2 separate regions of the Zea mays genome follow, and region 1 is linked to region 2. A link is a contact called in public Hi-C data. All regions are on one chromosome and are shown on one strand. The core of a region is the stretch at or near the end of the contact, and the rest is flanking DNA. Distances in the headings are between cores, read along the strand shown.

What was found. Hi-C and Micro-C count contacts between places; a contact is called where the count stands out from the background.
Region 1: a Hi-C map of ear shows a contact between it and region 2, with 2.0 times the contacts expected there. The contact joins the promoter of LOC100286076 here to the promoter of LOC100283336 in region 2. A contact is called at or near these places in 2 of 25 Hi-C or Micro-C datasets (ear and leaf).

What each region holds. Positions count from the first base shown.
Region 1 is chr5:6,156,456-6,159,155 of Zm-B73-REFERENCE-NAM-5.0, reverse strand. It overlaps LOC100286076 (ternary complex factor MIP1), which reads right to left and starts at 1,263. Exons shown (of 12, transcript NM_001414379.1): 1 at 1,119-1,263; 2 at 867-997; 3 at 692-761; 4 at 482-565; 5 at 1-18. The coding sequence starts at 958.
Region 2 is chr5:6,003,079-6,005,778 of Zm-B73-REFERENCE-NAM-5.0, reverse strand. LOC100283336 (CF9) reads left to right here and starts at 1,270. Exons shown (of 1, transcript NM_001156237.2): 1 at 1,270-2,617. The coding sequence starts at 1,375. The coding sequence ends at 2,496.

The sequences.
Region 1 (2,700 bases), core at 14-2,513, 150 kb before region 2:
CTTCTCAAGCTCAAGGATCTGCGTCAGCAAGGTGATTTCATGAGTCCACGCTCCACAGTATGGATGATTCAGCAGAAAATCGAGAAGCAGCAACGGGCTCAGGGACAAAAAAAAAATGGGCTTTCACCTTTTTGACACATTATCTGAGCATTTTTTTCAACTAACTTTAAGTGAGATAAGACTTTTTAGACTGTCAACAAATATGTCGTGTCATTTAGCGAAGTACAAATGCCATCAAAATCGTTTTGCTTAAAAAAAGTTATCTTAGCTTGCTTCACCTCTCCTGTGACTGAAATTGAGCAGTGCTCCTGCTTTTTCGTCGAAAACGGTTTGTTTTGTGGCTGTTGGCAGCCCAGCCGAAAAGGGCCACACAACAATTGTTCCATTTCAGAAGCCCACACACAATGACACAGATGGCAATGCAAGTTCTTATGTGCGATATATAAAAAAAACTATATGAAAGAAATCAGACTACACCTACCTCCTTTCTCAAGGTGCTTTGTGCTCCCCTTCCAGGTTGAGCTTCCTTGCTGATATCACCTTTCACCTTAGCTTTTACAGCTTCCTGTGAAGGAAGATTAGGCACAAGTTACTCAAGAATACAGGAAATATGCAGCGAGAAGTGAGAACCTCGCAATTAACGAGAGCACTGCAATATTGATGAGCAAGCAGGAGGGGAATTAATATTTACTGGCATAGGTAGAACAATTGTCTTGTCTGAAGAACGCAAAGCATCTGTACCATACATGTCCTCAAAATAGCTGCGACTGGAAAACCTTAATCACATTCTGAACATAGTTCCATCTGAACAACAACCCAAAAAAAAAAAGAGAATAAGAAGTATGCAGAAGCCTGCAGACACCAACCTCTCTGATCGCTTGTACCGTTCTGAAGAAGTAAAAGACTTCACCGCCTTGGCAAAAGCTGTGTACCCCTTCTCTAGAGCCTCCACCTCCATCCCGTGGCAGAGCTAAGACTAATAAGAGTCAATCAGGAACTGAAATAACAAAAATGTAGAGCGGTCTAAGCAGCAGCAAGCCAGTAGGACACACGAAGCAAAACAGAAAGGGAGGCAAAGAGGAAGAACAGAAACAGGAGCGGAAAAGGAGCTCACGCACAGAGATCAGCTTGTCGCTGCGCATTGGTTAGCGCCCCGAACTCGGTAGCAAGGAAGGAAGAAGCACGAGCTAATGAGCCATTTGGAGAAGGAAAACGGAAAGCAAAGCCCTCCTCTCTTTGATCCAATCCAACTGCTCTCTATGCATCCAACCCCACCGCGTGTGGTATGTGTATATATACAGATACAGCGCAGGCGAGCACCAATGTGACACGATAGTGGCGAGCCTGCAAAAAGGCCGTTGACTGTGACATGTCGTGGAAACGCAAACGCCACACACAACTTTTCCCCTCTCCTGGGGTTCCTTGCTGCGACCTGTGTGATAGCCTGACGGGGGAATAGGTTAACCACTGCACCTTTTCCGCATGCCCAGCCCAGGTCTGAAAACCTTGCTCTTCCTCATTTACTTATACGTTTTTTGCAGCCAGGGCCGAATTTTTTGTATTTTAGCCCCTAAACCGAAGTAAATTTACGTTTATACCTAAAAAAATTTTAAATGCAGTTTTGGACCCTTTGCTCGGCGCCATAGGCCGTGGCGCCGAGCTAACACAGCTCGGCGCCACAGCCTATGGCGCCGAGCTCTGACGTGGCCGCAACGGCTAGTTGCGTCCAGGGCTTACCTGGCTCCGACGTGGGGGCGGCGCGGCCTCGTAGCTCGGCGCCACAGATCTTGGCGCCGAGGTACGAATGCCTATAAAAACGCCCGCGCGGCTGGCCGAGAGCAGCTCATTTCATCCCATTTCCAAACTTCGTCAAAAATTGCTGGATTCAAAGATTTGAGTTGGTTCACTTCGTAGGCCAAGGTATGATTTCGAACTGATTCGTTTTGTATATTGGGTTGTTAGTTAAATAATTTGTATACACCTATTATATTATTATTTCGAATATTAGTTTGTGTAGACTTATTATAAAGCATAATAGGTACAAGTGATAATTATAATCGTTTATTAGATGAAAGACATGTACCGAGAGGCGTTGTGGCAGAAGAGAGGTCGTCCTCGGGAGTTATATCCGGACGTATCTAGTAAGGATGCTCCTGTTCCTCCTGAACTCCCCGTGCCTAACTGTGACTGTGGCAGACTGGCTTGGGTACATCAATCACAACATCCAGACACGGCTGCTCGCTGCTACTACCTTTGTGGCACTTTGGACGTACGTAGCTTATGACTTGTCACTTAACTTTGTTCGCGTTCATTATTTTGTAGATATGTAATAGTGCATCTTTCCATTATTTTAGGGACATCAGAGGTGTTTCTTTTTCCAGTGGATCGATGGTCCTGATAAATTTGACCCTCGATATCTTCTTTTCGTTAATTGGTTGAGTGGAAGGACCAGTCATGAGCGTTTTAAGCGTTGGGTACCTCCTCCCCCGAATCCTCCACCAATGACGGATGCAGAGAAGGAGGTAGCAACAGAAAGACGGATGGACTCACCGCCTCGATGCGATTGTGGAGACCGTGCTGTCATCGACGAAGACTATGACAAGCAGTTCTGTTGTCCGAACATTGATTATGTGAGCCCATTGATACGCTAAATATATGAACTAGTTTTTATTTACAATAAATTACTAATTTTTTCTCCTG
Region 2 (2,700 bases), core at 21-2,520:
CTATAAAAGGGGAGACATGCAACGAGAGAGACTCAAGTCATTCAGGCTTACACACAGCACAAGCTTCCTCAACAATTCAACACACAGTGGAGTAGGGTATTACGCTCCGGCGGCTCGAACCACTCTAAATCCTCGTGTGTTCATGTGTTTGATGATCGTTTAGCAAGACATGCAAAACGCTTAAGCTCCCTCCTCATCTTAGGATTTAGGGCGGGTGCACTCCGCCACCCGGCCGGAGAATTTCCTCTCCGACAATACAATAGTCTAATATAATAGTTCAAATGTAATGACAAAAATCGGATCACATAATAATCTAATATTCCATCCGTTCTTTTTTATTTGTCGCGTTTTAGTTTAAAAATAAGCTAGCGTGTGACAAATATTCAATAACAGAGGTAGTACAACATATGATAGTTTACAAATAACATAAGATAGTCTAATAAAACAAAAGATAGTCCAACACATATGATATATAGTCTATTAATAAGCTATAGAGTATTAGAATTACACATGTGATATAAATTTAGACATTACTCCAATAACTTGAACATGAACATGAGTTTTTACAAAAATGTGATGTACTACAAAGTTGTAGTTATCTTCAAGCTATATAGTTTTATGTAAACTTTATCTTCATTCAAATTCATAAGTATAAGTTATGATTTTATAAAAATATTGTACAAGAAGAAAGAAAAACGATTACCCGAAAGCTAGGTACCCTATCCGACACGAATATCCATATAGATTAAAAGCAAAACATCAAGTGGATAAGCCGTGCTCGCTCAATCATGGAGCCCTAAATACGTTGTAATACCAGCGACGTTGGTGCTCAAAATCTGGTTTAGAGGTGTTTAGTTCCAGTGAATAAAATATAATTTATGTCACATCAAATGTTTATATCAATTAAGAGTATTGAATATAGACTTAATTATGTTTATTAATTTCTTTTCATCTTTTAGATAAAATTAATATTTATATGTGTAATTAATTGTATAATTATATTTTACTTAGAATTTGTTTGGAACAACTCTAATTAAAAAATTGGTGTGATTAGTGGAACAGATCATTAGATGCTATAGAAAATTATAGAGCAAAAGTTGTAAGCCTCTATAAAACATTTAGAAATATCATTTTGTTTATTATATAGATTTAAAATATTTTTAAAACTAATTAAATTGATATTATAAATTACCGAAGCTGGAAAGCTATCCAAACTCTCCCTTAATATTCATAGGTATCGATAAATACTAAACTTTGAGGAATTGATGCATTACTCGAAAAGAAAACTAGCCGGGCAAGTTACGCCCACCACCATACCGTCCCACGCGGCCTCCCAAACTAACCGTATCCCCCGGCGACCGGGAACTGCAACCGATGGACCGCCTCGTCGTCTTCTCCCGGCGCCGCCGCCGCTGGATCCTCCTCGCTGCGGCCGGTGCGGCGGCGGCCGTCGGCGCGTACAAGATCTACCACCACCCTGCCGTCGCGGAACGTCGCCGCCGCCTCGTGCGCCTAGCCGCCGCCATCGCGGCCTTCGCTGATGCCGCCGCATCATCCGCCGACGCCGTGGCCCTGGTGACATCCGATCTCGCCGACTTTGTCCATTCCGACGCGGACGAGGTCCCCCGCAGCGTCAAGCAGCTGGCCAAGCTCGCCGCCTCCCCTGAGGTATCCGCCACCGTCTCCACCCTATCCGAGGCAGTAACCTCCGGGATCCTTCGCGGGTCGGGATCCTCTAGCTCCGGGCCCGCATCCGGCGGTACCGTGGCCCTCTCCGATCGTCTCGTAGACAGGCTCTTCTCTGACTCAGGCGAGCGCCTCGCGTCCGCGGTTGCCGGCAGCTTCGCCCGCCATCTCGTCCTCGCCTTTTACTCCGCTCCTTCACCACAAGGGGAGGCGTCCTCCTCCCCGACGATGTGGGTCAACGTGGTTGCGACTGGAAAGTGCCGGAAGGCGATAAGCAACTGGGTTGAGGTCTTCGTGGGGACTGCTGTGAGGGAGTTCATTGACAAGACCATCCACATCAACACCTACGAGCAGCTCTTCGAAGGGCTCACCAATCCGAGACATGACGCTAAGGTCAAGGAATTGCTTGTTTCAGTGTGCAATGCTGCGGTTGAGACTTTGGTGAAGACCACTCACCATGCCCTGTACAGTACTAATGGCAACTTGGGTGCAAATGGTAGTGTCAGTGGCAATGCCAATGGAGCTGGGGAAGGGTGGGTGGAGACGGTGTCGAGCACGTTGGCAGTTCCTAGCAACAGGAAGTTTGTGCTTGATGTTACAGGGAGGGTCACATTTGAGACAGTGCGGTCATTTCTGGAGTTTGTTCTTTGGAAGCTGCAGGATGGGGCAAGGAAGGGCGGTGGCTCCGTGGTTGACAGTGGCCTGCGCGTCGTGAGGTATATGAGCGATAAGTCGATGGTTATCGCCACGATCTGCATTACGTTGTGCTTGCATGTGTTGAATGGGACTAGGCTCTTGGTAACAGCTTGAGAGTGTACTTGTTTGGTTTTCCTATTTTTTGCACATTGTTTGTGTAAAACTGTAGGACTCATACTGAAACTGTAAATCCAAAAGGAATGGAAATAATAGAAATAAGATCAATTGTGCTGTACAATTCTGTTTTATGCCTATATACTTGAGGTCTGAACGACTTTAGTGAGAGAGTTGTTGATCTGTAGCACTACCTGTTTGCAA